2 separate regions of the Gossypium hirsutum genome follow, and region 2 is linked to region 1. Evidence: chromatin contacts called from public Hi-C data. All regions are on one chromosome and are shown on one strand. The core of a region is the stretch at or near the end of the contact, and the rest is flanking DNA. Distances in the headings are between cores, read along the strand shown.

Region 1 (5,561 bases), core at 2,204-4,703:
AATAGCTATAAGTTTAAAACACTTATTTCTTTATGTATTAGTCATTTTCTTTTTGGCAATTTTGCTATATTTCTGTACTCTCATGGTTTTATTATATTTTTTATTTTCTTAGAACCTTCATATATATATATATCTAATGTTTTTCTCTGAGAAGACTGATACTTTTTGAGGGTGCATTGACTAAAGACCCGATATGAAAATTTGTAGTTTATTCACCATCTAAGGTTTCATGAAGGGAAAATAAATTTTAAAAGATTTCAAATGATTAAACAGTGGAATTCCTGATGTTGATTAGTTTACAAAATATCGTTCCTATCTAAAATTTTCCAGTTTGATATTGCACAAGTAAAATGGGTGTAATGCATCCACATTTTTTGTTATGCTTTGTATCACATGTTCGTAAATGATATCAGGAAGTACCAATGCTTTTGGCTTGTGATTATTGCTATTATTTAGAAGTCTGCAATCGGCATTGTAAGTATTGTTGTAAATTGACTGGGAACAGATTTTTTGGCTTCTATGGGAAAAAACTGGAAAGTCTTTTTTAATAAGTGAATGCTTTATCCACTGTGTTGTTACTATTAATTTACCGATTGCAAAACAATGACATAATTTTGATTAATTTCTAAACTAAGCACTATTTTTGCATGGTATTGTTACAGGTTTACTCTATTCGAGATGCAGCTGCTAATAATTTGACGCGTCTTGCTGAAGAATTTGGCCGAGATTGGGCAATGGAGCACATTATTCCGCAGGTCTGTGCAATAATATTGACAATTGATCCTTACCAAGCAAGTAGGAAGTATTTTCTGAAACTTATACAGATGCCTGTGCTAATCCTTCAGTTTTTTCTTGTATTATGAGAATCCTCAGTGACAACATAAGACTTTATGCACTATAACATGGTTTTTACAGGAATTCCCTTCCATTTCTCATGTGCTTTGCTTGGTAGAGTAGATAGAAAAGTAAAATGATAGAAAAATGGAAGAGACAATGGAAAACATAAATTTCTTTCCATTCTTGGTAGGAAAGATGCAGAAGTTGGAAGCAAATATAAATTTCTTTCAATCCATTACTTTGTAAAGTTTTTATCTGAATATGATGAATAATATTGTTGATGTATAATACTTAACTCGCATCTTTTTCCCTTTTCTCTCTTATCCTTTCAATTTGAAATAATGTGATATTGTGAATAAAAGCAGAATATTAGTATCTTTTCCATTTTCGTTCCGCAGTTTTTTCTATTACCAAGCACGTCCTAAAATCATTTTCTTTCCACTGTCCATCATCTTCCATCCACCCTTCCACTTTCATTCTAACAAGCACACGTTGTTCTTTTTCTCTTAAGCCATGCGTTACCACACTTTGAAGTAGTGAGATATGATGCGATAGCATCCATATGGATTTTTGACTCATTGTTGCATTCTTTGGCTTGCTAATAATTACACAGAGACCTTTTCATTGTGTTAGTTGCCCCTTTGTTTAATTTATATTTTAATTGGTTTTTTTGTTTCTTTTGGGCATCAACAAAGTTGGTTTATAGTTTTGTTTAACGGGGAAGTTTGGATGTTATGTGAACAGGTACTAGAGATGGCAAACTCTCCACACTATCTGTACCGGATGACCATTCTTCGTTCCATTTCTATACTTGCTCCTGTTATGGGATCAGAAATAACATGTTCTAAACTGCTGCCAGTTGTTGAAAATGCATCAAAAGACAGGTTTGTAAACAAAATCAATATGGAAGGTGTATGTAGCATTCTGATAAAGTATCTGTAATTGGTGGTCTGCATTTTGCTTTCTGCAGAGTCGCCAATATTAAGTTTAATGTGGCAAAAGTTTTGCAGTCTCTCGTTCCTATTGTTTATAAGTCTGTTAGTATTCCAATTTTGAACATACTTGACCATCTCTTTCAATTAGTTCGAGTTCTTCCCTTCCGATCGCACCTTTCTTTTATCCTTTTTTATTGGTTTGTTATTGTTGGCCAACTGATTGCTGCAAATAGGTGGTGGAGAAGACAATCCGTCCATGCTTGTTTGAGCTGAGCGAGGACTCAGATGTGGATGTTCGTTATTTTGCTAACCAAGGACTTCAGTAGATCAATCATGCTACGATATCCTGTTCGGCCTAAGCCAGATTTATTTACCACGTTGCTGGGGGAGCTTTAGATTTTTGCTTGCTAGGTTTGGTTTTGTCATTTACTTTCTCCAATGCTGATTTTTAGTTGGTTAAAATATGCCATAAAAATCCCTGTACTCTTAATAAATTTGAAAATTAATCCTTGTACTTTTATTTCTAACAGTTTAGTCTTTCTACTTTTTAGATTTCAAAATACAAGTTCAATTGTTAACACTCAGCACTGTCAAAATTATTTTTTTAGTTGCATGGTTTACAAGTATCTTTTTTTAATTTCAAAATATCACATCAATAAATTTAACTAAATTAATAATTGGACTTGAATTTTTAAATCGAAAAAGTAGAGGAATTAAATTCTTAAAAATAAACGTATAGAGTCTAAATTTCAAGTTTATAAAAATTACGACATATTTTAATCTTATCTTGTGCCTGTGGCTGGCTTGTATTTTTTTTTGTTCAACACTTGTGGCTGTCTTGTAGAAAGTTACTTTTGGCTACTGAAAATTTGCGAGACTCACATCCCAAATTAATCTTTCTAATTTGTGATTTTTGGTTGAGCTCATGATTGATTAATGTAAATAGAAATATGACTATATTTTGGTAGTTCAATGGTTTCTGAATTTGAGACCTCTAAAAACAGTTAATAATTGAAACATTCCTGTTGGAAAAATATTTGGACTTTAAATTTTATGAGTTTAACGCATGTATGTCATATGCTATGAAGTATAATAAGGGATACAATTATATTTACGTGATAAATTTACCCACTTAAATTAAGAATTGATCGATTAATTTAACATAAAATTGGACCGTTCATTGAGTTTAATTTCCTAATTCTTTTTCCAGTAAATCCATGTCTAAATGACTTTTTTTTTCAATAAAAGCGAAAAGCTAAAAAAATTTCCTAAGGGGTCATTTTATTTTTGAAATATTGCTTCAAGCTTACTAAAATGACCTTCATAACATAAGACAAGTCTAAAATCATATTCTACGCATGTTACTTTGTTTGATAAAAGTGTTTAACAAATAATATTTGAAAATTCATTTCCGTGCTTAATAAAATAAAAAAAATCAATAATAACTTAGAATTTTTAACTCTCATTTCATTATAAACTATAAATTACTAACCTTTTTTGACGAATTAAAAATTATTAAACACACTACTGAAATAAATTATTTCAATTTTTTATAACATGATAAATTGATTATTTATTAACCGGGCTGTGATCAATTGGGCCTTGGGTTTTAGTAGGGCACAATGTTAAAACGACAAAGTTTGTAAGGGCGGAACGCATTTGGTAAATTAGATCACGTGATGTGGTAGGTAATGCTTAAAGAATTAGGATGATTTTATAATCTAACAAGTTATAGTCAAGGCAAGGAAGGAGAGAGACTCTTTCTCTTGTTCATCACCAATAAATTTCTTTCTTTTATAAAAAAAAATACATTCAAAATTATAAATAAATTAATACCTCTTCTTCTCTTTTTCTAACATGAAAATTATTTATTAAAATAATCATTTTATAAATAAAATAGCTATTTTTTTAAAAACAAAATCGTTTAAATCAAATTTAAAATTTTCCTTATTTTTAGTTTCATTTTATAAATTATAATTTATTCATTATACGTCTGTCATCTTTCTTTAGTCCTCAACAAATTTGTCGAGCCTTGCGATCGCCTATGCCCACAACCACCGACACCAATACCATTACTCTGAACCCCTAATTATGCTTGCCCTCAAGTACAATCTCAAACGCAACAAGTTCATTCTGGACAGCAATCTAAAAAAATTGATTCTTACCTTTTTCTACCTCAACATGTAATTTTTTATCCAACTTGACCATGGTGGTCTTCATGTGTTTTTCCTTAAATAATTTTATTTTAATAAATAATATCACATTAGAAAATGAGAAAATAGACATTAATTTACTTATAAATATTTATAGAATTTTGTATATATTTTTATAAAATATTATGTATTTTCATAAAAATGAACGTTTAAATAATTTATTTTTATTTTTTTGAATTTTAAAATTTTAAGAATCAATGCTAGATTGACATAATGTGTAAAGTTGAGAATTAAATTTGTTGAGTTTTTTAGATTTAGAACCAAATTGATAGAATCTATAAATATTGGTAGGCTAACTTAAGTTTAATCAAGACTTTATATAGGGAGATCCTAGAGAGTTCAACTATGATTAAACTTAATCACTTAAACATTAAATTAATATAATATTTATCAAAATAAATATTAAATTAAATTTAGCATTAAATCTTATTAAATTAATAAAATATTTATCTACAAGATAAACATTAAATTAAATTAAATATTAAGATAAGTATTAAATTAAATTTAATATTAAATATATCAAAATAATATTATTTTTGGAATAGCTAATCTAAAATCAAATTTTCTAGTAGAATTCCAGTACGAGTGTAATTCTTCCACTGCTCAACCATTGAAGACCCCCTGCCATCGACCATTTTTCGGCCACTATAATGCCACCGTTGCAACCGCCGACATCCCGAGCTGGTTCAATTTCTGCCTATCCGATTCGGGCCAGTGATAGCTCGACCGGTCCGGTCCAACTGGTCGGCCCGGTTTCACATACCAAGTCTAATTCGACCAGTTTTGGGTCTTGGTCTTGGATTTGGGCTTTTAAGCCCAAGTTACGATCTTAGATCCAATTTTCAAGTTCAATTACCCATTAGACCGATTATTTGTCTTGAAAATTAATTTCTAAAAATATCATATTAATTTTAATTAATTTATTTTTACTTGATCAAAATTAATTTTCTCAAAAATCACTTAGATTTTTAAAATTAATTTTTCAAGAAAATTCTTTAATCAAATTCTCTAGTTGAACAATTCTTATGACCGCCCAATTTAATTTCACATCAAATAAATCGACTCAATTAAATTATTTCCACAGATGTAGAAGTTTCTTTTGATTCAAAAGCAATCTGATCGAGCTTTTGTTGAGCTAGTGGAGGGACAAACCAGACATATACAATTAAGCTCTAATAATTGCAATTATATCCAGAAGCATCGTTTCGATAATTCCCAATTACTTAATCATGGAGTCAGTCTACAAGAATTAACATGATTGAAAACTCCTTATTGTATACTCTTTACGAAAGCAATTCATCCAACTACTTTGTCCAATGACCTCGTCATGTGTGTGTTACCCTCATATGATATCCTTGATTCCTTTGAGTTAAATCCGTTCACTCAATACAGTCTTATTTTATCTCATTGTTACCATTGTGTCTTCTTAATGATTAATATGATCACTGTTAACAAATGACTATGATAAATGGCTCGTTTAAGAATAAGCAACCCGTGGTCACATTCCATATTTATCAATCCACACAATGCCAATGAGAGGATCGTTAACTTTTTAATTGAGTTATGAATTCCACTG
Region 2 (5,561 bases), core at 2,150-4,649, 67 kb after region 1:
AGTTGATAAATGAATGATGAGACTTGCTTATTATTTTCATATGAGCTTACTAAGCTTTATAGCTTACATTGTTTATTTTTCCATGTTTCATAATGATATCAAAGCTAGCTTGGATATAGGGATCGTCGGAGATTTCATCACACTATCCAACTATCACATTGGTACTTTTGAAACTAAGTTTTGGTCATATGGCATGTATAGGATTATGTTTATTTTAATATGTAGTTGGGTATTGAGTTTTTCCATTTGAATTAGCTTGTAAATGTTTATGTTTTGATTTGTATATATATAGCCATGAAAGTTAGCTTAACTTGGTTGATTTGGTTATGTTTATATATATGTGTATATGGCCTATGTTATGTGATTGAGATTGGTTTTGTGACGCTTATTGATAGTAGAAATTATGGATGACAAATAGTTAATATTTGAAAAGATGTAGGCTTATGAATTTGAGCATAATGATGCATGTTTGGGAATGTCTAATTAGTTGAAATGTGTATGTGAAATTGGTATAAATGGATTGGTCTATTTTGTGACTTGTGTGCATTGTGGATAATAATATTGAGTTTGCATGAATTAGGCTTGATTTAGTTGGTTTGAATGCCTATATATGCTATGAATTGTGCAATTTGGTTTGGTGAAGGTTTGTGCAAGTTTGGGTTGCAAATTGACTTGGTAAATAGCCTATTTTTGTCCACACGGGTAGAGACACGAGCGTGTGTCTCAGTCGTGTGTGATATACGGTCATGTACACGACCGTGTGTCCCCTGTTGTTGAGATTAAAATCAAATCAGTATGCTCCACATGGTCTAAAACATGGGCGTGTGACTTGGCCGTGTGGCATAAGTCAGTATATTCTACAGGTTTGGCACAGCCTAGCACATGACCTGACACATGGGCGTGTGTGGCCATTTTTTTGGGCACACGGACTAGTCACACGAGCGTGTGTTGGCCATGTGACCCAAGTAGGAGAGTTACACGGGGTAGGACACAGGCTAGGACACGGCCATGTGCTCCCATTTCGAATGTCCACACGGCCTGTGACACGGGTGTGTCTTTAGCCGTGTGAGAGACATGGCCGGGCCACACGGGCATGTGTCTCCTGTTTTTGAGAAAATTTTATAAGTGTTCTCTAAGTTTTTTTAAAGTTATCGGTTTAGTCCCGAACCACCTCGAATGTATGTTTTGAGCCTCGTAGGCTCATATTAGGGACTATATGAATGTAGCTGATTGATATTTGCATGAAATTGAAAATGTACGTGTAATTGTATTATATGTTCGGTAACGTTTCGTAACCCTATTCCGACATTGAATACGGGTGAGGGGTGTTACAAGCGGCCCTACCTCTAATATCCAACTGCCAGTCTAAAATTTTATACGATTCCCATCACCAACTAACCAAAGAATATTTTGATGCAAAAGGGGCCAAACCTTGGCGAGGAATCTCCAGACAAAAAAATAGTTACTTTGAGAAATGTCTTCAGGATATTCCTTCAAGAGCTTGTACTTAGAACGGAGTACCCTTACCCACAGAGCTTGCTCTTTGGCTATGAGATTAAATCCCAACTTAAGCAAAAAGGATTCATTTTATTCCTTAAGTCTTTGAATACCTAATCCCCCATTAGGCAAAGGTTGACAACAATCTCCCCACTTTACCAAAGTCAATTCCTGAGAGGCTTTAGAACTCCCCAAAATAAATCATTAGGTAATTTTCTCAATTTCTACATAAATACTAGACAAAATTTTCAAAAATTGCATAAAGTAATTAGAAATCGACAAACCGAGCTAAAGTTATACGTCCCGCCACAGAGAATGTTTTGACATTCCAATTATCCAACTTTCGTCTAACTTTGTCCACTAAGAATTTAAAACTTTTAGGCATGGGAAGAAAACTTTTAGGCAATTCTCCGCGTTCAATGTTTAAGACGTTCAAGTTACATTTTTCACGAAGAATTAATAATTATATCCATCTATCACAAAAAGGATGAAAAGACTATACATATATAAATGTATGGAATTTGAGGCCGGTCACCTCTAGATAAAATTATATGTGAGTGCTTATTACAGTGCAATCGGTCTTTCTTTGATGTTCTTTTTAAATCTATTGAACCGCATACATATCCATCAATCAAACCCAAAAAATAGCTTTTCTCCACCACTTTAAAGCTATATCTGTTAATTATACTTGTCTATATACACAGTATTTAGAGATGTGCGCTGCATGTATTTCCTCGTCAGCAGTATACTAGCTATGGGGTTTGGGACAATTGCACACAAACTAAACGAAAAAGTTGGGAAATGGATTTACACAAGACCATAATCACCGATTAACGAAGGCCTTGACACGAGCTATCATTTCATTTGTTCGAGATTGTGATAGTTGAGACTTGCTAAGAACCTGAAATGCATGGCCAACACCTTTGTATAAAACATGCTCCACCTTCTTTCCTGCTTTACCCAAGGCAGCACAATACTCCAGGTTCCTATCTCTCAATATGTCCATCTCTGATATGCACACTAAGGTAGGCAAAAGCTTCATCTCCTCCATTTTTGCTGACCCCTTTCCCAATGGATTGCACCATGGATGGTCACGGTTGGTGCCACATGGCAATGCTAATCGCCAATATGTATCCGAAGCTGGTAGGCTGAGGGCAGAGCGAGGAGATTGGACCATATTCTTTTCGGAATTTGTACGGGCTTCCCCTCCGAAAAACGGTTGTATTAAGATAGTACCTTTAAGAGTCAAAGGGTAAAGATTATTTGAATTAAGTCTCGTTGCCACATTATGTGCAATATTAGCACCAGCACTATCACCGGCTAAGAAGACGCTACACAAATTGCACTGTTTAGACCACCATTCACTGCACCCCTTTAGTGCTTCCTGTTTTAGCCACATGAGACACTTCACCCCATCTTCATAAGCAGCAGGAAGTGGGTTTTCCGGCGCCAAACGATAGTTAATAGAGACGATCAAGCAACCAGCTTTGGCGGCTAGTTTTCCTAGAAACTCGTGGTAGCAACTCCAAGCAGCAGAGCCAAGACAAAACCCTCCCCCATGGAAGTAAACCACCAAAGGGAGCTTCCAGTTTGACTTTGGAACATAAAAACGTGCCCAAACATTTGTGAAGTTGTCGATGACAAAGTCTTTCGTTGTCACACCCAACTCCGGAGGCAATGCTCGGGTAACATATGGGACAATCTGTGGTCTTTCCACATGTCCATCTTTGTACACTTTAATCAGCCCTTGAATTTCTTCTTTCACAGGCACAGCTCCATGTTGATTTGAGCCTCTCCCAATCTGTAGGCTTAAACTTGGATCCATTGCAATGGTAGCCATTCTTCTTCTTCTTCTCCTCGCTCAAGTTATATATGTTAAACAAGTAATAGATTGGGATTCTTGGTTATATTTTAGACAGCTTATATAGGAAAACAAGATAGAATAAAGCGAGAGGGGTGGTTAGATTAGAATATGAAAGGAGAAGATGTTGTCCCATAATTCACTGCCAAGTGGGAAATTGGGTACTAGCCACATGTCTTCACGTGGAACCAAAGCGTGTGGGGGTCAGAGTCGAGCCAACGTTTTTGCTGAATTGTGGGATGCTTTGACTCATCTTCGTTGTAAAGCACTTTCAATCTTGATGGCTTGTTTGTGAATTATAGCTTTATTTGGGGCCACAACATTTTTTTTTAAATTAGTAAATATTATATATGTATTTTTTTGAAAGGTAGTACATATTATATTAATTGAAGATATTATTATATGCAATAAATAACCTTAAATAATATTTTATTCCATATTAAAATCCAAACATAAAATACCTTTATCTAAGGTTTGAACAAATTCTGATCGGCTTAATTACGAAGGAAAAACATGTGATTTTGACGTAGCTATGATAAATTATTTACATAAAGGACTTTCGGTCATCCTCTCTCAATATTATTAATTAAAACAGAAGTCAAAGGAGGCCTCTAGTCTTTTTTTTAATATTGTTTCTCATACTTCACCATTCCATAGCTATATCTATTAATCATTTCACATTGGAATCCATCCTCCCGATGGGTAATTTCATTGTCTCATCTCCACTACCTTTGCAAGACCCTTAGAACCGTCACCCACTAAAAGAATGACATACATTGAACTTTATGTCACAAATTCTAGGTCTAAAATACATAGTCATAATGCCGGTGACTTGCGGAGGGCTTGAATCTTAAAGTGTGAGCGAGCTAGAACGTACTCCTTCTATTTTAGGCACAATCTAAGTGCAAGGGGGGAAGTTCTTTGGGGCGGGGGGGGGGGGTTGAAGGACAGATAGATATTGAAGCACTATCGATGTTATGATATAAGCATATGTGTAGGCCGGCAATATGTAAAGGAAAGTTTACTTTAGAAAATGAGGCCTAATATTGTTGACGAATTGAGAGACATGTGATGTAGTGGAGTCAAAAACACCATCGTCCAAACTTTTGTAGGTTGCCTCCCAATAGCATCTTTTCAAGGCAAAGTGTACGTGTTTTATTAATGGCAGGAATTTTTACTTTTCTATAATTTCTCTACAAAATTATTTTATGAATTCTTTCTATCTTGTCATCGATCGATCCTATTAATTAAATAAATTATATTATTTTTTCATCTCATACATACCGTTAGATAAAAAGGTTTAAATCATTAACATTTTTATCGTAGAAAATCAAATTTTAAAATATTATATATATATCTTAGCTTTATATTTGAAAATGTTAATTTTGATTTATCAAAATTTTTATATAACAATATTTAAGATAAATTTATATATTTAATCCTCAATTGTTTTGTGAAAAGATTATTGAAAATTTAATTAAACATTTTCAAGAATTTAAAAAATTTAAAAACATGTTTTAAATGAGTTTTATACTAAATGTTTTTAAGTTGATTCCAAGTAGTTTTAAAGGGTTTAAGATGGTTTTAAAATAATTTAGTGGCTAGGTATTGATACATAGCTAAGTATTGATACCAAAAGTCTATGTATCAATACCTAGCATTAAAATATCGATGCCTTAAGTATCAATACCTTGGGAAGCCTATAGCCATAGACCATTCTAGAGGGGGAAATAAATCAATATATGTTCTTGAGGTATTTGAGTTATCGATACCTAACACAAATGTACCAATACCACGTTTTTTGTAACGTTTATATTTTTTAGAGGTACAGTTACCCTCTATATAGATACCGCAACCACTAGTTATATGGAACTTTTTACACATTAATTTCACTTTGCAATGACTATATTTTGCCTCCAACGACTCCAAATTAGAGGTGTGCATGGGCCGGGCTGGGCCTAGACAAAATTTTAGGCCCGAGCCTGGCCCGAAACATGGGCGTAAAAATTTGTCCAAGCCAGACTCGAAATAAAATTGTTAAGCCCAAGCCCGGCCCGACCTGGCCCATATAAAATTTTTTTTAGCTTATTTCATTAAATAAAAAATTTAAAATATAATAAATCAAATACATTTAAAATAAAAAGTAAGACTAAAACAATTCTTAAAACAATACACAAATTGAAAATATAATAAAAAATGGTTA

What was found. Hi-C and Micro-C count contacts between places; a contact is called where the count stands out from the background.
Region 2: a contact with region 1 is called in a Hi-C map of leaf, with 2.6 times the contacts expected there. The contact joins the promoter of LOC107918910 here to the enhancer-like site in region 1. A contact is called at or near these places in 9 of 34 Hi-C or Micro-C datasets (callus, leaf and petal).

What each region holds. Positions count from the first base shown.
Region 1 is chrA12:95,629,173-95,634,733 of Gossypium_hirsutum_v2.1, forward strand. It overlaps the pseudogene LOC107919354. Among protein-coding and RNA genes, the nearest start is that of LOC107920140, 16 kb to the left of the region's middle. Within about 2 kb of position 3,454, at least 3 of the 9 cell types and tissues checked have an H3K27ac peak or open chromatin away from gene starts, as enhancers often do. A contact at or near this core is called in leaf, where this site is marked.
Region 2 is chrA12:95,696,057-95,701,617 of Gossypium_hirsutum_v2.1, forward strand. It overlaps LOC107918910 (probable carboxylesterase 6), which reads right to left and starts at 3,400. Exons shown (of 1, transcript XM_016848483.2): 1 at 1,884-3,400. The coding sequence starts at 3,337. The coding sequence ends at 2,321.